Regions from separate parts of the Mus musculus genome. Here all the other regions are linked to region 2. A link is a contact called in public promoter capture Hi-C data. All regions are on one chromosome and are shown on one strand. Each heading gives the region's core, a stretch centred on a gene start, on an enhancer-like site or on the middle of the called end of the contact. The rest is flanking DNA. Distances are from core to core; before and after follow the strand shown. Region 1 holds the start of Golph3 (golgi phosphoprotein 3). Region 2 holds the start of Skp2 (S-phase kinase-associated protein 2). Region 3 holds the start of Drosha (drosha, ribonuclease type III). Region 4 holds the start of Rpl37 (ribosomal protein L37).

What was found. Promoter capture Hi-C pulls out the DNA fragments that hold promoters and counts their contacts.
Region 1: a contact with region 2 is called in a promoter capture Hi-C map of pre-B cells. The contact joins the promoter of Golph3 here to the promoter of Skp2 in region 2. A contact is called at or near these places in 2 of 39 promoter capture datasets (liver and pre-B cells).
Region 3: a contact with region 2 is called in a promoter capture Hi-C map of liver, with 2.6 times the contacts expected there. The contact joins the promoter of Drosha here to the promoter of Skp2 in region 2. A contact is called at or near these places in 2 of 39 promoter capture datasets (liver and pre-B cells) and 1 of 484 Hi-C or Micro-C datasets (CD4 T cells).
Region 4: a contact with region 2 is called in a promoter capture Hi-C map of pre-B cells, with 2.2 times the contacts expected there. The contact joins the promoter of Rpl37 here to the promoter of Skp2 in region 2. A contact is called at or near these places in 3 of 39 promoter capture datasets (the 3T3-L1 cell line, hippocampal neurons and pre-B cells) and 1 of 484 Hi-C or Micro-C datasets (CD4 T cells).

What each region holds. Positions count from the first base shown.
Region 1 is chr15:12,319,514-12,325,403 of GRCm38.p6, reverse strand. Golph3 (golgi phosphoprotein 3) reads right to left here and starts at 3,908. Exons shown (of 4, transcript NM_025673.2): 1 at 3,448-3,908. The coding sequence starts at 3,672. Gm52210 (a long non-coding RNA gene) reads left to right here and starts at 4,826. Exons shown (of 2, transcript XR_003951630.1): 1 at 4,826-5,503; 2 at 5,671-5,890.
Region 2 is chr15:9,138,537-9,144,432 of GRCm38.p6, reverse strand. Skp2 (S-phase kinase-associated protein 2) reads left to right here and starts at 3,979. Exons shown (of 10, transcript NM_013787.3): 1 at 3,979-4,249; 2 at 4,730-5,001. The coding sequence starts at 4,242. Lmbrd2 (LMBR1 domain containing 2) reads right to left here and starts at 3,863. Exons shown (of 18, transcript NM_177178.3): 1 at 3,693-3,863.
Region 3 is chr15:12,821,679-12,827,653 of GRCm38.p6, reverse strand. Drosha (drosha, ribonuclease type III) reads right to left here and starts at 2,839. Exons shown (of 35, transcript NM_026799.3): 1 at 2,716-2,839; 2 at 1,487-1,589; 3 at 362-427. The coding sequence starts at 378. It overlaps 6030458C11Rik (RIKEN cDNA 6030458C11 gene), which reads left to right and starts at 2,997. Exons shown (of 9, transcript NM_029998.3): 1 at 2,997-3,187; 2 at 3,948-4,093. The coding sequence starts at 3,107.
Region 4 is chr15:5,112,265-5,117,873 of GRCm38.p6, reverse strand. Rpl37 (ribosomal protein L37) reads right to left here and starts at 1,261. Exons shown (of 4, transcript NM_026069.3): 1 at 1,190-1,261; 2 at 452-587; 3 at 171-255. The coding sequence starts at 1,192. It also overlaps a transcript of Card6 not described here.

The DNA.
Region 1 (5,890 bases), core at 2,659-5,158, 3.2 Mb before region 2:
AGTATTTAGACCTACCACCAATAAAATAATTCAAGTTATTTAAGGGGGTCATTGTTACAGTTAGTGGTACAATATGTGTGAGACCCTTCAGTTTAGTCTTCTTAAAAAAATATTTTAATATAACTTTTTGGTTATTTATGGTCATTCTCAAGTATCCTGAAACTACTCAAGGCTTCAATGGAAAAAAACACAAATAAATAATGAAGAGAAAATATTTACTATTTGTCCTGCTCTGCCCCCAACCATCCACAGAAATCTTGCCAATTACTTAATTGGAATTCATGAGTGAACCTATCTGACATTCTAGCAGTGGCCTCTAAATATCACTCACTGACACTTCACCCAGATTAAGTACCCAGAACCTATGAATGAGCCTAGGCTTGGGCTTTTTTGTTTTTCGGTTGCTGTTGTTGTGTGTGTGTGTGTGTGTGTGTGTGTGTGTGTGTGTTTTGTTTGTTTGTTTGTTTGTTACGATTTACTTATGTATACAAATAAATACACTCCAGATACACCAGAAGAGGACATCGGATCCCATTACAGACGGTTGTGAGCCACCATGTGGTTGCTAGGAATTGAACCCTCTGGAAGAGCAGTCAGTGCTCTGAACTCCTGAGCCATCTCTCCAGCCCTTGGATGTTTTAAGAAAAGAAAAAACCTGAAAAGCTACCTCGAACCTAAAAAAATAAATAAAATAAAACAAAACTATAGTCAGGACTGAATGAGGACATGACTGTTCCTAGGTTTGAAGTAGGAAGGTTTAGTGTAGAGGGGATAAACAGGCATCTGGAAAGGTCCACTCTGAACCTGGCATGTGAGGGGGATAGGAGGCTGGAGAGAAGAAACAAGAGCCAAGAGGCTGGAGTAAGCCAGGAGACAAAGAGAGCAAGAGGCCAAGAGACCACATAGCCAAAAGGCAGGGTTATAGAGAGCAGAGCAGCTGAGGGAAGGGAGTGAAGCTCAGGGGCTGCAGAGGTTGAGGGTAGGAGGGCTGGATGAAAGTGCTAAGAAGAGTCAGGACTCTTAACAGGTATAGGCGATGCTGAGACAGGTAGCCAGTGTCTGCTCTGATAGGCACCTTGGCTAGCAGCTATACTTCCTGAGTTTGAGACCTAACAAAGACTTTAAACAAAACTCCATGTAAATAATCTGAAGCCAATGGCTTCTCATGTAGCCCAGGCTGGCCTCTGACTTTCTATGTAGGTGAAGGTGACCCTGAACTTCTGATAGGCTTGCCTCCCAAGTGGAAGTATAGGCATGATGGGCTTCCAAGCCCAGTCTGTGCAGAGGAAGGAATCAAATTCAGAACTTCATCCAAAGCACTCTATCAACCGAGCTGTATATTCCCAATCCCTAGAACCTAAGTTAATAACAAATTGAACAAAGCTTAAGTGGCTACGGAAACAGAGCCAGGAAACCAAGACTTTGTCTTTTAAAAAAAAAAAAAAAAAAAAAAGACAAGGGGACCATCCCCCAAATAGACTGGGTGATAGGTTTATAGGACTAGTCACTACTGTGTACACACTTGATGAAAGAAAAAATATGTACCTACATTTTTTTAAAAACAAGTGCCCACCCCCACATGCTACAAATTAGTGCCTGGCTGAACCTTGGCCATGACTTATGAAGTATACTTATACAAAACAACCACAACAGATGGTCTCAGTTACCTGCCATCAAAGAACTTCCATTGTTTAAAAAACAAAACAAAACAAAACTAGTTGAATGTTGTAGTAGCATTAAATTCAAAAAATTCTTCAGATTATCTTCACGGGAACCAATCACAGAAAAATAACTGGTAACAGCTTTATATTAAAAATTCAGAGTAAGGCTTCTAAAGTAAAAGGTATTTTTCCACCATTGTTTCTCAATGTGACAATACCAAAAATAATTTTTTTTGTTCCGTTGTAGCTTTACCGAGTTCTAGCATACAGAACCAAAATGCTGACCCAGGAATGTAACCTTCATTTTGTTTTTCTTGTACTTCCTAGAAATGTCTCATAATCTGTTTTGTTCCAAAGTAGGGAAGGAGGGAAGGAAAGATAAATGTGTATTACAAGAAGCCTGCTTTCAAAATCTAATTACTTCCTAAGTGAATGCTCTCTAAAATCGCATTGCCACACACTAACATCTAGCTTTTCACTCCACAACTAAAAATGAAACACACACCACCGCATTCCTCATAATAACTGTAATTAAACAGGTACTGTGCCCCTTTCACAGCCTGAGGGCCATTAAGTGTCTTCAAGCTGAATGGTATTAAGGCATCAAGAAGCACTTCCCTGGGTAGTATCTAATATCCGGGAACCACAAACAGTCCCTGGAAAAACTCAGCTCTCTACCGCTGCTAAGTCTGAGGAACTAAAAAACTGTTTTATAGGATGAACTGAGTTTTGTTCTGGTTTGTTTCTTGTCCTCCTTCCTGAATTCTGAAAACGTATTTAAAAACAAGATCCAATACCTTTCTGTCTGACTCTCAAAATGTGTTGTCTAGAGTTTCCACACTGAAACGAAACAAACTTCCGGGCCACCTCATCATACATGATTTATGAAACATCCAATCCTGCAAGTCTGCCCTTAAAAATAATCATCTTTAGAGATGGATGGGTATTAATAAAATCAATCAAACATTAACTACAGAATCCAGACATTTAAAAGACGGACACTTGCACTTTTTCAACTTATATGTGTGAAATTCCTAAATATCTGGGGTGACCTTTCCAAACGTCAGAACACAACTTAAGCCTACCTAAATCTTTGCAGTCTTTCATCAAAGCGCAAACTTGGTATTCCTCCCAGCTCTTCACAAGCCCTCCCTTAAAATGGCAAAACGGAAAGGACGACAGCAGATCTAACCGCAAAACTAACTCATCGCTCGCTCAAACCAAGTTCATCCAAAAAGTAACTTCCTAGGTTTTATATCAACTTAGTATTGACTTTTTAAAACAATACCCAGTAAAAACAACTTTGCTAATTTCTTAACCGCGCGCCGCAACTCAAGTTTTACATAAGAAAGAGGGCCGACAGCAAGTAGATCCGCGAACCTCTCCCGGGTCTTAAAACCTGCAAAAACTCAATACTTGGGAGCCGCGGTAGCCCCGAGTCTTTAGATCTCAACAGTCTTGGGTTGGAGTTGCCATTATTTGCGGCAGACGGCGAAGAAGAAGAAACGCAAAGATCGCCAAGACTTCGGAACTAAGAGTGCTTGTGAGCAGAGGACGGGAAAACCCAAGCGAGCACTTGGTACCGGGAGGATCGGGAGCACTCGGAGCGCAGCCGGAGAGGGCTGACTCCCACACTCCTTGGGACGAGAGGGCGCTCAGGGGCGCGGGGCTCCGGAAGCAGGGACAGGTGAGGCCTCGGCCAGCGCCCACCCGGGCCCCACCTGGAGCCACCCGGGTCCCGCTGCCACCCCGGCTGCCACCCCGGCCGGGGCCGCGGCGCCCGCACCTCTCGGTCCTTGAGGCCCAGCAGGAGCACCTCCTCCATCAGGGTCAGCCGCGTTTCCTTGGAGTCGCCCTTGTCGTCGTCGTCCTGCTCGTCGCGGCGGCTCTGCGCCTCGTCCTCGCCGCTGCCGCCGCCGCCTCCCGCCGCCCGCTCCTTGTCGGCAGCGTTCCGGGAGGCCTCGGTGCGCCGCTGCACCAGGCCCGAGCTCCGCTGGGTCAGCGAGGTCATGGCTCCCGCACAAGAGCCGCGCCGGACCGACAGGGACGCGGGACCGGCCGGCTCTCCCTCACGGCCCCGGCCCCGGGAGCTTCCGTGTTAATTCTTGGAGCTGGGGCGATGTCCGTGGGCTGCGGGGCCGAAGGCGGTCATGAGGAGCCGGAGCTGGGCGAAGCCGGCGGGCCGGGCGTCGATGGGGTACACAAGGGAGCCTTCAGCCCGCGGCTGTGGCCCCCCACACAGCCCAGGAGCCCGAGCGGAGGCGGCGGCGGCGGTGGCGCTTCCCAATATGGCGGCGCGCGCTGACGTCACCGGAGGATGTGGCAGCGCCGGCGCGGGGCGGGGCCGGGGTGCCGGAAGCGGCGCGAGCGGGGGGCGTGGCTAGCCGCCTCCCACTTCGGCGGACACTTGAGCTTCTGGACTCGCTAGTGGCCCTGAGTCTGGAGACGAAAGGTTTGCGATCGGTGACCTGCCCGGCTTTCATCCGCCTCTCAGTTCACTCTAAAGGTCCGGCCTGGCGCCAGCGACCAGTGAGATCTCTCCTGGATCCCAGAAGCCGAGGCCAGGCTAGGGCGGACCCCACTGAGACCTCAGCATCCCTGGGGATCAGCCACTATAGCCCGGGTCCTCACTACCTACGGGGAGGACTTGGCTCTTCGCCTGTGAAACTCCCGAGTTTCAAAAGGAGTCATCTACACTCGGGCGTTTAAAGCTGTTCATGTACTGTGCTCTGGCGTAGAGAGGTTAAACAAATTGACGAATTGTGTTTGTAAAACTTTCCTACCTCCGACTGCGGCTGTAAAGTGGTCAGGGCGCACTGTACTGTTAGGACAGCCGACCTTAGGATTCTTTTATAGCGACAGTAAACCTCTTGAGTTTCATGCCACGTCTTTGTAGCCCTAAATCTATTTTCGATGTAATTACTAGGTTCAATCCCTTTGGCAGTTTGTGCAAATCAAGTTAAAGGAAAAACTGCCAAACCTGAGAAGGGTTTGGAGAAGTAGAAGGGCGGGTCTTATGAGAAAACATTATCCAAAAACGGTATCGTAGGTCTGTCCAGTATTATTTAAAATAAACAGTAACCATACGCAGTGAGTAAGCCAGGTTTAGACAGAATATTCCCCGCGCCCAAATACGTTGTCTCAACTCCTACGGGGACAGTAAGTCCCAGTAGGTCCTCCCACCCACAGCCCCAAGCTACCTTCCCTTTTTCCTGAAAAAAAAAAAAAAAAAAAAATGTGTCCTCAGCCAGTTTCTCCCATTCACGTCACCTTTTTGTTCCTTCACCTTTCTGGTCATTCTTTGCCAACTGACTTTAAATGTCCTTTGTAAATTAAATGGTTATTTAACTCAGAAGGTTAAATCCAAAAAGCACAAAGCTGTGCGTACAGGCTCTGCCTGTTCGGCTAGTTGCTCCTGTCCCTGCGGAGATTTTTTTTTTTTTTTAAATGGGGTAAGATGTGAAGCTTCGTTGGGGAGGTAGTCAGTGGGCACAGTACTTGAGGACAAATTAGAAACTGGCATCTGGGAGGCAGAGGCAGATTCCTGGAGGCTTCCTTGCCAGTGAGCCTCGCCACATGGGCAAGCAAATGGGTAAGTGCCTAGGTCCCAATAAGAAGCCTTGCCTCAGAAACAGTGTGAGGGCCCAGCGAATGGCTCAGTGGGTCAACAGCTTGCTGAGCTAGCGTGAGGACCAAAGTTCAAATCCCAGCACTCATGAGCACCAAGTACATTCCTGTAATAGCAGCCTTAGGAAGCTAAGAAAGACAGATCCTGGAAGCCTGTGAAACAGTTAAAGAGGATGCCTGAGGTCAACGTCTGGCCTCTACAAGTTCATGAACAGGTAAGAACAGCAGACATAAAACACACACTAGATAGATAGATAGATAGATAGATAGATAGATAGATAGATAGATAGATAGATAGATGAGATAGGAGCAGTACCTAAGGAATGATCACAATTTGTTATTTGCTTTGGTTTTGAGGGCTTTTTGTTTGTTTGTTTTTTAGTTTTGGAAACAGGGTTTATCCTGCCTCTGCCACAAGCTGGGACTAAAGGCGAGCACCAGCAGCACCCAGCTGCAGTTGTTTTAAATGTGAATCCTCATCACCTTCACCTTGAATGTGGCTTAAACTTCCAGCGGTAGACATCTTGATTCCCACCCCCACCCCCCACTCCACCCCCATCCATATCTGGTTCTATCTATTCACTTGCCGGTACGTGATTTTT
Region 2 (5,896 bases), core at 2,730-5,229:
TAATGTACAAGTAGTCAGAGTGAACCCTTTAAAACATCAGGTACAAAAGCCTTAAATATTTAAAATCCAATGCCACCTTTTTCTATTTGCTATTATTTTCAAATGCCTTTTATAACCATCTTGCTAAAATTAATGGTTCAGGAGTACTGTCTTCTATGTATGTTGTGGCTGTTAAAAGTTCTACATGCTCAATGTGAAAAAAAATTTAAGGTTAAGATAATTTCGGAATTTGAGGAATTTCAAATGTTCAAAAACAGAGAGGACAGGAGAGAGAAGGAACTTAAGCAAAAGAATGAGAAAAAGAGCAAGACACAGAAGCAACTGATGAGAATACAAACAAACAAAAAAACTGACAAAAATCTGTCAAATCCCCAAATTCTGAAATCAATAAGAAATTTGGCCATCAAGACCTAAAGATTCACCAGAATTGATATTAATTTTTTTCTTTTATTCAGGGCCTTCAGATGCCTAAATACAAACTGTCTACTATTGAGCCACACCCCAGTTGCAGTATTAATGTAAATAAGTATTTTAACTCATCTAGGTGACATAATAAAAGTTAGATAACTCAAGAGCCTATGTTTTGAAACTGACAAACCAGGTGACTAGGATTCCTAAGTGTGACAAGAGGCAGGAGCAGATGATTCATCTTTGGCAAGGCTTGAGAGCTGAAGTTGACAACCAGGTCAGTGGGTAAGGAGAACTCTAAACTCTCAACAAACCCTTGAGGATTTCAGTTGTAGGAACTGTAAGAATTCCAATACCAATTACTTTGGCATCTAGAGATTCCTTTCTCACAAAGTATTGTTTTTACAAAGGAACTTGAAGATTTAATGTATGTTTATTATATTACACTGTACATTGTTTTTTTAGTTAGTTCCTACAAACTAATGAGAAAAGATTGTTAGAATTTTTGCTTAATAAGGAGTAGATGGCAGAGCGGATATGTTATTTACCCAAGTTCTCACACCAGTATGTGCAAAACGAAGTAAGGTATCCTGACCACAGAGAATAGATTTCAATTTCATGTCTCCTCTCCAATCCAGACATCCATTTAAAATACAATTTGTTTTAAATAATTTCTATGGTTCCATTTTCATAAAGAATAATTTAAAAATATTCTACTAGTCTTCAAGATTACTCAAGACTCAATACTCAAAAAGTCATGTTTAATAGGGAATTTAACTTTTTCCTTTGTGGGTAATTATTTCATTTAAATTACAGTAGTTTTTCTTTTCTAATTTTTATGAAAGAACTACAAAGTAAGCTAGAAGAAATAAGAATATTTTTGTTATTGATCTAATCTGCCAATACAGATCATTAAATCAAAGAAAATGAAGATAACAATCAAACTGAGGAAGAAAAGGAGATAGTTATGGAATTTGACAGGCAACTGGAAACATGCTTGCTAAAACTGTCTCTTGCATTTTGTTCCTCTAACCTAAATAACAGAAGGAGCAAAAGGAATCTCTTAGTCTCTCTATGTCACAATGGTGCCTTTAGGCTTCATTGTATTTCTCTGGTTGTATTTGATTTTCAAAAATGGGACCAACAGTTGTACACATATAGCATATATGTCAGTTGTGATGGACACACATACAGCATATATGTCAGTTGTGATGGACACACATACAGCATATATGTCAGTTGTGATGGGCACACATACAGCATATATGTCAGTTGTGATGGACCCACATACAGCATATATGTCAGTTGTGATGGACACACATACAGCATATATGTCAGTTGTGATGGGCAGTCCTTTCTAGACTCTCCGGGGCCCTACAGACAGTGACTGCCTGTAACTACGACATGGTTTTAGCTGTGTAAATGGCACTGCTATTGCCTTTCTCCATTTATGTCAGTGTTCTAGCTGAGGCTTCCAGAGAACATTAGACATTATTCAACCTAATGATACTTTCAGTTATCGAAAATGATTTTGTTATCCTGGACTCACATTCATTCTAATGCTAAAACTATGTTTTAAAAGACTTATTAAAATAAAATACAATGTGTTAAGTAAGATTAAATAAGATTAATCAGGAAATAAAATATTTTACATTAGCAGCAATCACAATGTAGTGTTTAAGAGATCAGTCTCTTAAAGTCTCTATGGTGAGTTTCTATGTAGCTAATAACCTCACATCTTCAATGGACACAATTCCTCTATCAAAAAGAATCGTAACGGGCAGTGGTGGCACACACCTTTAATCCCAGCACTTGGGAGGCAGAGGCAGGTGGATTTCTGAGTTCGAGGCCAGCTTGGTCTACAGAGTGAGTTCCAGGTCAGCCAGGGCTACACAGAGAAACCCTGTCTCGAAAAACCAAAGGAAAAAAAAAATAAAAAGAATCGTGTGTGTATCAATACAAACCTTTTCAGTATATTATGGAAATAGCTGTGATTAAAGAAATGCAAAAGAACACCGGTTTCATTATCAAGGCAAATCAGGAGGCTCCTAATTTCAAAGTTGATAGGCTTTCCTTTCCTAGAGAGAACCTTGTGCCCACTAATTTAAATATCCTAAGGTCTCTGCTAACTCTTAGCTGAATTCAGGGCTGTTTTATATTTACTAGAATTTACTCTTGAACGAGTTACATCCTAACAGAAAGGACAAAGTTCAAGAGAAGGCAAATGAGTTTTTCAAAGTAACAAAAGATAACTTTATACACTATTTCAGAAGGTCTCACTTTAGATACTTTCCATAACAAAACTGTGACTACATACTTATTCTCCTAGTCTTTCTTTTCAAGTAAAACCAATTTGCAAAAAGGTCTTTTTTTTTTACACCAATCTCACTCACAGGAACTAAAAGTTCATGAATCTCTTCCTCTCAAGAAGTAACTGATGCAAAGATTATGCTAGAAACAAAGACAAAACTGAGCATGAAGGATTTAATTCCACTATAAAACGAATCTTGCTCTCTCCACAAAGAAACACAAGTGTATGCAATCTAACATACTAAACCAATATTCTAATGTTTTTGATGAAGGTGGCCTGCTTTTTTCTCAACTCTATAAATCTTCATTTTTACTGGACTAGAAATGCATCCCCCTACCCTCTCCCCTGTTGCACAGTTTGCACACCTGAATTTTGCATGGTCATTCTAATCTAATCGCCCCCGACCTCTTCAGAGGCTAAATTAGCATAGTTTCTAGGCAGAGAGATTCTAGGACAGGCTGTGGATTGAGTCAGAGGCACCTAAACAGCTTTCAGGGTGGTCTCTCCTTGCAAGCGGAGCCTCCCTTTTTCCCTTTGGTATTTGGGAGACTCATCAAGGATCCAAGAGGATGCACGCGGGAACCACTGCTGGCTCCTGCCGCCTTAAAAATAAACCATCGCTCCTCTTGGAGCTGCGCTTTAGCTCGAAAAAGGCTTCCCCTCGCACGCTGATTTGATCTTCAGTGCCAGCCCATGAGGTGTGCCGCGTCCTCGAGCCTAGTTTACAAGTGAGGAAAGGATCGCGTCCACAGACCCAGTCCTAAGGGCCGCCCACTGCCAGGTGGAGGAAGGCGAATGGCAGGAGTGCCACCCGCAGCCTCTCACCTGGCGGGCCATCGAGACCCCGGAGATGGGCCTGGCGGCGGCGGCCACTCACCATCTGGAACTCCCCCCAAGTCTATGTCCGCCAGGGACTGGGCCGGGACCCCAGACCCTGACGCACCTCACGCGTCCCCGCCCCCCTCACGCTCACCGTCGGACCTCGCCAGACAGCGTCTGGAAGGGACTCAGAAGCTTCGCGTCCGCCGCAGCCTGCCGGGGTCACGGATCCTTCAGTCCCGGGCGACCGTGGCGGTGATCACCCGAAGGCCCGTGAGCTCCGGGAAAAGGAAAACCTGCTCCCAGTCAATCGGCTGACATTTCCCAGCCAGCCGGAGCTCCACCCACTTCCGCCTGCCTGTCCTCCTCCTCCTCCTCCTCCTCCTTCAATCCCGCCCGGCGCCGCAGGGAGTTGTGGGTATCTGGAGGGTTGGTCCGAAATCAGAGTGGAAGAACCCAGGCAGGACTACGAGCTAGGCTCGGAACTACAATTCCCAGCAGGCAACGGGGCGTCAGAAGGCGGCTGCTGGAGAGCGGGATGCAGAACTCCGCGCGCGCGGTGGTGATGGAACGTTGCTAGTTCGCGGGTCCAACTGCTGGGGCCCCGGGGATCACTCTAAGCCGAGCGCTAAAACAGGAGTCTGGAAGGCAGGCAGCGCTTCAATTAATTCAAGCATTCAAAACTCCTGAATCAGTGGACACCATGCATAGGTAAACCGATTGCAAAAAAACCGGACAAAACATGAATGAACCGTTTGAATTCTTTTAGGCCGCGAATGTTGCTTCTTGTTCAAATAATCTGGTTATGTGAATGTTTGCTTAGAGAAAAAGGATGGATGAATGCTTTAGTGCGAATATCAATGTGGAGTTTAATTTGGCTTCCTAATTAAGTTTTCCTTCCTCTACTTTGAGTCATGGTATCAGTGCCGTCCCTCTTTTTCCCTCCACGGGAAGAAATTATTGAGGCCTTCTGCGTGACCATAAATCCCAAAGCCTTTCAAAGTATATATGTTCCCGATTTTTCTCTTTCATTCTTGTATTTCTCTCGCTTGTAGGCACGTTTAAAAAATGCAGTACTGTCACTTGCTGGGACTTTTCTCCACTCCATTCTTTACTCTTCTTTCATGCCTACCTTGGAATTATTTAGGGGTGTATTTTCAAAAGGAATAGAGAATGTCTGCCCTTCTGCAGGAAGCACCTTCAGGAGATTCCGGACCAGAGTGGCAACGTCACCACCAGCTTCACGTGGGGATGGGATTCCAGCAAGACTTCTGAACTGCTATCAGGCATGGGTGTCTCGGCCTTGGAGAAGGAGGAGGTGGACAGTGAGAACATCCCACATGGACTGCTCTCAAACCTCGGCCACCCCCAGAGCCCTCCAAGGAAACGAGTCAAGGGCAAAGGGAGTGACAAAGACTTTGTGATCATCCGTCGGCCGAAGCTTAGTCGGGAGAACTTTCCAGGTAATGCACAACACTAAGATCCAAACTGTATTGTAATGGGTTGAACTATTTTGTTTTAACTAAATTCGATTGAATTATTTCCTTGGGGAATCTTTTTGGATCGGTGCCTAAAATTGCCTAGTTTTGGTGCCTAAAATTGCCTAGTTTGGAAGTGTGGCAGTGAAATGGATTCCAGTCATTAAGTCTTCAGGAATCTTGGTTGGTCTTTATCTTGTGGTCAACAATTGACTTGAAGCTTTTTTCCTGCCCTTTTCCTTAGAAAGGAATCTTCCTGCTCAAAGTCCAGCTCAGTACACTGACATATGGGAACAGAAGCAGGGATCTTAGAGGGTCCCCTTTTGTCTCTATATACTTCTTTGTATCTGAGCAAGCTTTGTATGGTAATGACTTAGATTATTGGTAGGCACATTAGGAAGGTAAATGTTACTAAGTAGAAGAGACTTAGATTGCTCCGCTTGCAAGCAGGCCCTTGGGGGTGTGGTGTTTCCCTTACTGTGACATTGCATCTACAGTCATAGAACCCTGAAATGTGGTCTCATCCCCACTGCCCCCACTACCCAGCTAGTCACTGTGTCTTTCACTCTTGTGTGGCAGCTGTTTCAAGCTTTCATCATCTCTTCCTGGATTATTGTAATAGATTTATATTGTCAGCTTTCTTCTCAGCTCTGTCTCCAGGAGGCAGGGTGGATTGATGAGATCAGAATTTACCTGAAATTCTTCTCTCACTAGTGACTCCCACTCCTTGATTCCCCAAACATTTTTAAATAAAGCGCCTCCAGGGCAGATCCAGACTCAAGGACTGGCAGCCTTAGAGTAAATATAGTGTGTTGACCTGAGGCTTGTCAAGGTTTCCCCACCCCCACCCCCTAGTCATTTAAAAAAGTGATTCAGGGTC
Region 3 (5,975 bases), core at 1,590-4,089, 3.7 Mb before region 2:
CCGACTAATACACCTTCCTTAGATTTCCTGTTCTTACAATACTCTCCACGGCTTCTCAGCAGGTCCTGCAAGCATCACAGTTCAACAATCATTAGGTAAGTCTACCTTCAACACTGACGTGCCATCAAGAACTGCAAGCTCATGGGGGTTGGGGGAGGGGGCTCTAGGATGTTTCTTTGACTCTTCTGGTCTGGTTCCTAGCTGTACTCACAAATCTCTGAACAAGTTATGACCACAGATAACAGAATGAACTCAGTCCCTGCCCTTCCCCTGTATCTGAACCTTTCCCACCCTCTCTGGCGCACTACCTTCCCTCTCTTCTCTAGGCTCTCGAAACTGCCATTCCTAGAATACCACTTACCACGTATTGCCTTGCATCTCGATGCGTCCTGTAGAAAGGCTACATCTTCCGCTCACGATGTAGGTTCTACAAGACAGAAAAGGTTTAAACACATTTCTAAAACTGCCAGTGCTAAAAATGAGAGGAGGGGGCGTTTTTGTTTACAAAATTTATAAAACTACCTTATCAGTAATTTTAGCCTATTCACAAAATCAGGATTTGTATTCACAAAATACTGAGCTATTGTCCATTTTCCAAGCAAACTGCCTGCTGTCCTTATTAGCTGGACAGTTGTGCTAGCCCAAAACTATCCATTGCTAAGATGACCAAAAGCAGCCACCTCCAGTCTCTGGTTTAGTAAAAGACTTAAGGAAAGACGTCCTCCATCCTCCACAGACAAATTTCCCTTCACTGTAGAGCTAGGATCAAACCAACACACACACACACACAGAAAAATCCCAGTGAAACCTGAATTCAATTTCAAATACAGCCACAACCTGACTAACCAACAGTGACCATTCTTCATTCTTTACTTTGTTCTCAGTTCTTCCCACAGAACATTGTAAACACAAATGAACTTCCACAAAGTGCTTTCTCTCTCTCTCTCTCTCTCTCTCTCTCTCTCACACACACACACACACACACACACACACACACATTGGGCTATCCCAACACTGCAGAGGCAGAAACAAGCAGGCAGCCTGGTCTACAGAACTAAAATTCCAGGACAGCCAAGGCCCAATAAAAAACAGCTACCAAATAATAAGATAAATGGTTGCTCCTCAATCCAATACTCTCATGATTAAACTTGGGACTCAAAGAGCTACTGCTGGTACCACAGGCTACTCACAGTATTGAGTACAAACACCACGCTTGGCATTGGAGGCCCTACAGAACCTGAACCCAACTTTCCCAGGCTTATCACCTGATTTCTTTCTCCAAAGCCCCTCTTAGCCCATACTTTCCAGGTCAGTTAGCATAGCAAGCACTAACAGGAAACGTCTTTGCTTCTGCTCTCCCTTACTTGGCCAGTGAATTCCTACCGATCCACTAACCTCTTGTGAAGAACTGACTTCCCTTGGGAACGCAAGCTCACTCCTAGATTGCTACTGCTTAGTGTAGACTCACTTCTTTTACGGAGCTTACCAGAATCTGCCGTCTGTGACAGTCGTGTGTGCCCATGTTGAACTCCTCCGGCATGTCCGTGAATCAAGGGTTCATTCAGTCATTCCTGCAGGATTCACAGTCTCTGCACACAGTAAACCGCAGGCAAGTTTGACTCTCCCTCATTGTGCATGCCTCTAAGTCACTACAATTCCCTTCCACCGCTCCCCACAAATACGCGTTTTCAAAACCACCTGGGAGGTATACATTCACCGATTCCATCACTTACTGAGCCAGCACACGTGAGACGCTTTCCCAAGCTCTGTAGGCTCAAAGATTATAAGGCACACAAGCCTGCAGAGTTCAAGGATCGCAAAACCCATATACAAATGTTTATATAATAACAACAGTAATACGATGTCCCGAACACTATAAAAAGAAAAACGCGATGTGATAAATACAATAAAGTAAGGATGTAGAGAGTCCTGGAGAATAAAAAGGACTCTACTGAAGCTAGAGGTGGACAACAGTCAGGGAATTAACACCTCTCCACAGTGAGAAAACGGCACACTCCGTTAGAGAAGCTAGACAAAGGCCCTGGCAGTGGTGGCGCACGCCTTTAAACCCAGAACTTGGGAGGCAGAGGCAGGCGGATTTCTGAGTTCGAGGCCAGCCTGGTCTACACGGTGAGTTCTAGGACAGCCAGGGCTACACAGAGAAACCCTGTTTCAACACACACTCCCCTCCAAAAATAAAAGCTAGATACTGTACCACTGTACTATGGATGCGAAGTTCAAATCAATGAATTTAATGCAAGTGGGAAATACCTATTCTTGGGATGCCCTTTGAAAGCAGGGAAACCGAGGGCGCGATTCTGAACAGTTTACTCGTCCAGGACCGACGACACACAAGACTTGCAAGGTGTGCCTTTAAGTCACTGAAAACCCCGCACTTTCCCCAGGTTCAACCTGCAGCCCGGCCTCCTGCTGGATGAAGAGCACGTTGGCTGGTTTGCATCTCCCGCCAGCCTGCGAGGTTAAGTACGGGACTCCGGGACTCGCCTCCCCCCGCAAGCCGGGCGGCCCCGCGCCTGGACCACGGCTCGCGCTTCGCAAATAGATGAAAGGCTTCCTATCTACGGGATCTGTACCGGGTCGCTCTTTTCCCCCTGGCCGCAGAGCTGCCCCGAAGCCACCCAGACCCAACTCCCAGGATCGTTTAGGTCGATACTCGTTCTCTGAAAACCCATCAGGCGCCCCCCGTCTACCTACAGAGAGTCCCGGGGTCGCCGCCATCAAAGCCCAGCCTGGTTACTATAACACCCTCCACGGCTGAGGCGCCACCCACGCCTCCGGAACAGGAAGCCCCGGGAATTAAAAGGCAAACCGGAGAAATCCGGACCTGGGGAGGGAAAACTCTCCGGAGCGCGTCGCAGCACCTTTTGCACCGTGATTGGCGGATCAGCGAGAGTGACGGACGTATAGACCAATCGACATTGTCTACAGGTCTCACACTCGCCCTTCCACCGTGTCGTCCTCCAATCCGGAAGCGCAACCGGGTGAGCGCGCGTTTCCGCCGCGATCGTGCCTTGGGGGCGCGCGGCTTCGGGCAGCCGGGCTCCTCTCCCGCGTGTCCCGCGGCCTCCCTGAGACGCGCGGAGACATGAGTGACACCGGAGGCGACCGCGCGCGACTCAGGCGCTACACCAAGCTCCCGGTGTGGGTGGTGGAGGATCACCAGGAGGTGAGCGGGCGACACAAGCCACGGAGCCCTGGCAGGAGGGATTCGAACCCTAGCAGCCTGCAGAGGCTTGACCAGCACCTAACGCTGGCTGCAGCCTGTCCCCCACCACCACCAACGTCATCATCCCACGGTTTAACGAGAGGGTTAGCCAGGACCTGAGGGACCATAATCGTAGCTCGTGTCATATGAAGAGGAAAGCCTTCAGCGCTTATTAATGTACAACATGGCAGTGCAGTCGTAAAGTGGGTAGACTTCTGGAAGACGACCTAGCAAGTCTGGATTTGTTTATAGGACCCCTGGAGGGTCTCTGGATATAAAACAAAAGGGATCAAGAGTGAAGCTCTGCGATACACCCCTTCCCCCAGGAAAAGTGGGTTATTTACTGATGGAGAAAGTTAAAGGAGGAAAGAAAGAAGATCTCTGAGACAAACCCAACTTTGGGTTACTCTGTGCTTTTTAATTTGTTGGTAAACTTGGATGTATAGCATGTAGGAGGAAAAAGTCATCTAGTCCCACTTCACCATCCTAAAGGGACAGAAAATGCCCTAAAACTTAGAGTACCTGGAACACAGTTTAATGCTAGAGTGAGTGGTTGGAGATTATCATCAGAAACCATCTATGGTAAAGCTTTTTTTTTTTTTTTTTTTTTTTTTTTAATGTTCCCATGTTTGACCACTTGATGCACTTCAGGTTGGTGCAGTTTCTTGTTTTGTCTGCACTTGACAGTGTGCAGTTCTCACTGTGTGTGTCTGTATTACAGGTTCTGCCTTTCATATACCGGGCCATAGGTTCGAAGCATCTTCCTGACAGTAATATAAGTTTCTTACATTTGGACTCCCACCCAGACCTCCTTATCCCTGTGAACATGCCAGCAGACACTGTGTTTGATAAGGAAGCACTCTTTGGGTAATGTGACTTTTTTTTTAGTCATATTTTATGTATTTGAAATACAACATATAGCAGATGATAAACAAGAGATTTTGCTACACTCACATTTGCATTTTTTGTTTGTTTGCTTGCCTTTTAAATTTTTATTTAGAACATTTTTTTTTCTACCCACTAAAAGAGCCAAATAGGGATCAGGTGCGATGGCTGATCCCTGTGATCCCAGCCCTTGGAACGCTGAGGCAGGAGAATTACAGTTTGAGGAGAGCCAGGGCTACATTGAAGCCTATTTATGGTTAAGTGTTGTCAAGATGCTTGGCAGAGTCTAGAATTATCTGAGAAGTCGGTTGCAGGGCTTGCCTGTGGAGGATTATCTTGATTGGATTAATAGAGACCACTCCCTTGTGACCACCACTTGTGAGTTTTTGGGTCCATTCTTTTTCAAACCCCCACACATTCCTACCCTTGATAACTAATATCTTAGTGTACTGGTGGGTTTTGTGTGTCAACTTGACACAGGCTAGAGTTATCACAGAGAAAGGAGCTTCAGTTGAGGAAATGCCTCCATGAGATCCAGCTGTAAGGCATTTTCTCAATTAGTGATCAAGGGGGAAAGGCCCCTTGTGGGTGGTGCCATCTCTGGACTGGTAGTCTTGGTTCGATAAGAGAGCAGGCTGAGCAAGCCAGGGGAAGCAAGCCAGTAAAGAACATCCCTCCATGGCCTCTGCATCAGCTGCTGCTTCCTGAACCTGCGTGAGTTCCAGTCCTGTCTTCCTTTGGTGAAGGTGAAGAGCAATGTGGAGGTGTAAGCTGAATAAACCCTTTCCTCCCCGACTTGTTTTTTTGGCCATTTTATTTTGTGGAGGAACACAAACCCTGACTAAGACACTCTCCCACTGAGGCCCAACAAAGCTGCCCTGTTGGGAAACAGATTCCACCGCCAGGCTACAGTCCCACCCCCACCCCACCTCCCAGTTGTTGGGGATCAACCTGTTATAGCCAAGGCCAACCTTGAACTCCTGCTCCTCCTCCCAGTGCAGGGACTGTATGCACGTGCCACCGTGCTCAAGTGTCTGCATTCTTTTATACTTCCAAAAATCAAGCCTTGGAAATAATGAGTTGTGTTGTTTGTGTTTACTTTCCTTAAATTAAAAATGAAATTTGTAAATGTTCATTGTAAAATATTAAATTATTATGTCTACATAAACAAGTTTTCTTACTTTAAAAAAGTACATTTATAAAGCTATTGCGTGGCATTATTTAAATTTTTTAAGATTTCTTTAATTTTTGCCCTTGTAAATGACACCTGGACTCTCATCCATTTCATTCAGTCCATTGTTTATGTCATTTTGATTGAAAAAGTTATGATGAAAATTCATGCTCTTACGGAAGGGATTAGAAAACAAGATAGTAGTGTCAGTACTAACTCAGATAAGTAATGTCCTCCACCAAAACTCCACAAGCTTCTAAAGCTTGACTAGGATACAGAATCCACCAGTTCACCGCTCTGCTGTCTAAATAACCAGTTAATTGGTCTTTCAAAGAAAAAGTGATACTTATTTCGCAACTCTGTTATTGATGATTCAAGTGCTAATTTTAGAGGGGCTGGGGCTTTTTCTTGAAGCAACTGTTGTACTTCACAGTCTATAGCAGTTTTGGTGTGGTCCTCTTTTTGCTTCACATAATATTTTAAAATATCTACTTAGGAGCAAGAATTAATAAAACTGAGAACATTTTTCAGTCAAACTACCTTTGGACAAGAGTGATAGTTAGTTATAAAACATGCAGTGACTACTAAAAGACCTCCCGAGGCCTGGCTCTTAGGCTACCGACCCACCAGGATGCTTGTGTGCAGTCAGTACAAATGCTCATGCAGCAAACAGAAATCATGTTTCCATGGAAA
Region 4 (5,609 bases), core at 12-2,511, 4.0 Mb after region 2:
AAAGTCTGGAGGCAGATCCAAGTAAGCTGCCCCCCAGATCCCACTCATAGTCTTGACAAATGTGGGCGTCTCAGGCCCACACCAAACCCCAGTATCATTCCTACCCTTCAGTAAGAGTGCAAAGTTTCATCCTACCCTGGAGGACCAATGACATTTAGCCAAAACTGTACCTGAATCTGCGGTAGACAATCTTTAGGTGCCTCATCCGACCAGTCCCGGTAGTGTTTCGTCTCTTAGCCTTGGCACTCCAGTTATCTAATAAAAAAAATAGGATTCCAAATGGTTTTCCCAAGCACCCAGTGTCAGCCCATTTTCTCAGTAGTGTCATTACTATGTTTTAACCACTCAGCCAACAAACCAACCTCCAAAGTTGTTGCGTGCCAAATGTGTTTTCTATTACATCGCTACCTCAGGTCAAGGTAAAAGCCCGCCTGCGGATTACAGTACTTACACTTCCTCTTGCGCTTGGCAGGGTAGCCACACTTGCCACAAGTCGACTTCTGAAGGTGGTAGGCCTTGGAGCCACAGCGGCGGCACAGCGTGTGCGTCTTGTTGCGACGCTTACCAAAGGATGACGTTCCCTTCGTCTGCACATTAAAAGAAAAAGCAGGAAAAAAAACCCCACATATAAGCAACTCTGAAATCTGACTTCTCAATGTACTCTGGCATTTTCTTAGCAATGAGTATGGATGAGACGTAAACAAGATCCACACGGGACAAAACGGTGTAAAGATTTAAATCTTAGCACACAGGTAGGGTAGGTAGGAAGCACTACCGGCTATCCACACGACCATTATAATGCCTTACTCTGCGCGGACCTAAGCCTCCTTGGCTTTAGGCGTTAAGGACAACATTCTGCCCGTCTCTCAGTCGCGGTACTGCCCACCAAGCAGCCGGTTTCTCGGCGGCTGGGGACAGATGTCCCCAAGCCTGTCCTGATCACCCACCCGGGGCTGCAGTGCGTACGTCTCCTCCAAAGCCCAGAGAGACCCACAGCGGCGCTAGGACCGTGGGCCGGGCTCTGCACACAGCAGCCATCCTTCCAGTTCCTGCGGACCACAGCACGCCGTCTCCTCGCCCATCAGCTCCCCTCACTCGCAACCTTGTCACCGACGCGCCGGGCAACAGGCAGGACAGCCCGAGGAAGAAGGATGGAGAGAGATTTACAGAGCCCAGAAACCACACTCACCATCTTGCTTCTACCGGCGAGGCCAAAGAGACCGGAAGAGAAAGCACCCCCGCCACTTCCTGTGGATAAGCTTCCGCCCAGGAAACTACTTCCGGCGGGTCTTGGTGCAGCCCTATCAGGCCTCGGGTGCGGAGGTGTAGTCTCCCGGGCGAGAGAGCCAGGGAGCCGATTGGGCTGCAACACCGGTAGGGGGCGTGCCTGGCGCTGTGGCTCCGCCCTCCCCAGCGGCCCGCCTCCTGGTTGGAGAGGGTTTCTGGCGGTGTCGGGGCTGCTGCGGTGTTGGCAGTCCGTCTGGTTTCCGGTCCCGGGGCTCGAGGGGAGTCAGACACCCAGTGCGTGGCGGCGCCCCTGGCGGTTGTGCAGTGCTGGGACTGGGATCCCGATCCGGGAAAGCCAGCCTTCCCAGGTTCGTTTTGATGTGGCCGCTCGCTTGCCTGTATGGAGAGTTGGTGAGAGGATGGAGTCACGAAGTGTCTCGGCGAGGGTAGGAGCTTAGTTAGCTTCTGACTCGGGCCGACTCGATTTCACGCGGTGGTCATTCAGAGGCCAGTTGTTTGATCGCACTCAAGGAATCACACGCGGAACTTGTTAAATAACAGCTTCCAGCCAGCGCGCCGCCACCAGGAAATCTGACCCTTTTAGACTTGAGTACAGTTTGCAAGTCTGTACTGTATAAAACACTTTCCTAGATCATTTTGAAATAAGTAACCCTAGACATCCTTGATTAGCGCTAATGCAACTGTCTGTCCGCAATCCCAGTAGGAAACATGGAGAATATAGTACGAACATTGATGAATTGGGGAAAAGTCTCAGTCATACCATCTACATACTTTCTAAAACAAATGTGAGAATCGCTAGTCTATCACATTCAAAAATCTTAAGATAGTGGACAGCAGAACAAAGCAAACACCAAGGAAGCTTTTTGTTTTGTTTTGTTTTTTGTTAGCAAATCGTACCAATTTCTTCTAGGGGAGGGGAGTAGAAAGAAAAATGTATAATCCTTTCCACTCAGAAGTAGTAAACTGAAATCAGAGGAGGGAGGAGATAGGGCACACGGGAGAGAAAGCAAACAAGCATTCAAATGGTTGAACTGGACTATAAATAAGTCTTAGGAGACTGGGTGGCAAATTGCTATAAATTTAGTAGCATGAAGCAACACAGATTTAGTCAACGGGTGTAAACTTTCAGTTATGGGAAATAAATTCTAGGGTCCTCTTGCATTACTGTACCTACAGATAACAAAATTGTATCGCACACTTAAAATTGTATGGCCTCTGCCTCCCAAGTGCTGGGATTAAAGGCGAGCGCCACCACTGCCGGCCTCATTCACAGTTCTGCTGGGAAGCACAAGTGAGGCTTGGTTTGACTAAAATTGAAATGTAGTGCTGAGGTGTAGCTCTGCTCAGTCGCTGTTTAATTGCTGTCTTTCACCTTGCAGGCCAGTAATAACCTACCTTACGTTGTAGTACAGTTTTCTGTGTTCTTCTACTTTTAAGACCGCTTGTTACTACATTCACCCCACCTAGATAATTTCTCCATCTCAAGGTTAACTAACCTGAAACCTTAGTGCTCTCTGCCACCTCAGGATTTATCACGTCACTGGATGCTCTCGCTTGGAGTACTAAACAGCTCTTTTGGGATGGGGTCATGGAGTTGTGTCTACAGCATTGACTATGAAAAATGACATTAGTGAAGAAAGGGTAGGCTGGGCGTTAAACCACCAAGGAGCCCACCCTCAGAGGCAGGATGTCACTGACCTTATCCAAAGACGTGCCTACAGCTGAAGTTATCAGACAGTGAAATCATTTTTTCTCTCTAAAGTGAGTTTGTTCTTTGTGGTGTGCAGGAAATCCGCACATCGGTTTTTGTCCTGAAATTTATGCTCCAGAGCCTTGTAGGAAGCCCTTCAAGTTTCCAGGCTTCTACCCAACTGCTAGGTTTAGGTAGGTCCGCAGCGGCGGCGGGAGCGTGTCCACAGCGGCGGGACATTATTTTTTCTTTTCTGTTCTTTACATTTTTAAGACAGGGTTTGTGTTGCCCAGGCTGATCTCAAACTCTTGAGGCCAAGTGATCCTCCTGCCTCAGCCTCCCAGGTGCTGGCAGGTAGTGTTAAGGTACGGCACCGAGTTTGGCAGCTTCTGAAACTGAGTGGGCCATTTTTGTTTTGTTCCTTGGCTGGCCTGGAACTAGCTATGAAGACTGGGCTAGTGGAGAGCTCACAGAGGTCCTTCTGCCTCGGCTTCTGGAGCCATGGGATAAAGGAGAGTGCCACCACACCCAATGTCAGATAAAGGATTTTTTTTTTTTAAGATTTATTATGTATTATGAGTACACTGTAGCTGTCTTCAGACACAGCAGAAGAGGGCATCAAGTCCCATTATAGATGGTTGTGAGCCACCATGTGCTTGCTGGGAATTGAACTCAGGACCTCTGGAAACAGCCACTGCTCTTAACCACTGAGCCATCTCTCCAGCCCCAGGTGAAGACTCTTTAGCCCAGTACACTCTCTATAATTTTTCTTTTTTGGCAGCTATAGAGACCAGGTTAATTGTATATCCTATTCTTCCCTCCCTTCTCTCCCTTCTCCTCCCCTTCCCTCCCCCTCCCTCCCTTCCTCTTTTCTCCCCCTTCCCCTTCTCTCTCTTCCCTCCCTCCTCTCCCCTCCCTCCCCCTCCTCCCCTTATCTCCCTCCCCCTCCTCCTTTCCTGTTTTTCTCCTCCAGATTTCTCTTGTATTCTCCCCAACTCCCTACCCATCCAAGTTTATGTTCTTTTTCTCTCTTTTAAAACAAACATAAAAAGAAACAAAACCCTTATCAACCCCCAACTCCTGCCACAAAACCACAAAAATGAAAATCAAAACAAACAAATAAAAGCGTGGTGGCGCACGCCTTTAATCCCAGCAGAGGCAGTCGGATTTCTGAGTTCAAGGCCAGCCTGGTCTACAAAGTGAGTTCTAGGACAGCCAGGGCTATACAGAGAAACCCTGTCTTGAAAAACAAAAACAAAGAAAAGATCAAAAGTCCCCTTGGGCCCGAAGACTGCCCTGAAGTGGTGTTGATATACCCAGTGAGAGTCTACTGGAGAAAACTGATTATTCCCTTTGCCAGCAATGTCCACTTCCCTCTCCCAGTGCCAGGATTCCTTCTGGCTTGAACCTGTGCAAGGCTTGTAGGTGCTGCCCCAGCCTCTGTGAGTTCACACATGCACCTGTCCTACTGTATCTGAAAGACACTGTTTCCTCGGAGTCATCTGTCACTTTTAGTACTTGCAATCTTTTCATCTCCCCTTCCAATGAGGTCCCTGAGCCTTGATAGGAGGGAGGGTTATGATGAAGACATCCCACTTAGGATGGTGTGCTCAAAAATCTCTCATTCTCTTCATACTGTCCAGCTGTGGGTGTGTTAGTTCCCAACTACAGCAAGAAGTTTCTCTGATGAGGGTTAAGCCAAGCACTCAACTATGGGTATAGTAATATGTCATTAGGGACCATTATATTCCTGTGACCTTTTAGCAGAATAAAAGCAATGGATTTTCCCCCTAAGCCGGTGACCTGTCTAGTCTCAGGTTCTTGGCCACCCAAGCAGTGTCAGATATGGTACCATCTCACAGAGTGGGCCTTAAATCCCATCAGAAAGTTGGTTCCTCCCATATTTATGCCACCATTGTACCAGTATATCTCTGCAGCAAGTTACTGTGGTAGTTCACAGGCTGTGTGGCTGAGTGGTGGTGATGACTGCTCTCACCTCTGCCCTGTGCAAAGCGCATCCAGTGCCACGGATGCTAAGTCAGTAGGGGTGGAGCTTCTGGTTGGGCCCCAGCTCGACTTCTCTGTGTTTGATAGCAAGAGTCAGTGTTGTCTCAGTAAGAGGGCCTCATCATCATATCTGAATGCTTGGTCTTCAGGGAGGGACACCTCTTAAGAGGGGTTGGGAGGTGTGGCCTTTGATGGAAGAAGTATGTCACTGGGGGTTTGGGAGCTTTGGGGCTTCAAAAACCCAAGGTAGACCCTAGTGTCTCTCTTGCTACTTACAGATCTGGCTCTAGAACTCTCAGTTACTTTAGCAGCCTGCATGCCGCCATGCTCCCCTCCATGCTGACAATAGACTAATCTTCAGAAGCCGCAAGTCCCAATTAAATGCTTTCTTATGTAAGAGTCGCTGTGGCCATGGGGTCTCTTCACAGCAATGAAACAGCCTAAGACAGAAAGCAGCCAAACCTCTTTCCTAAGCTTGTGAGCATCAGAAACCGGGGAGCAGTTAGAGGACCTGGCCTTGCTGCGAGACAAGAGAAATACGTAAAGAAGCAAGGCGTGGGGATGCTAATTACCTTGATTCAGTCTGCCTACACTGCGCATTCATATACCACACATCATCATGGATCTGCAGTACATAGAACATGAAATTATAAATCGCCAACCA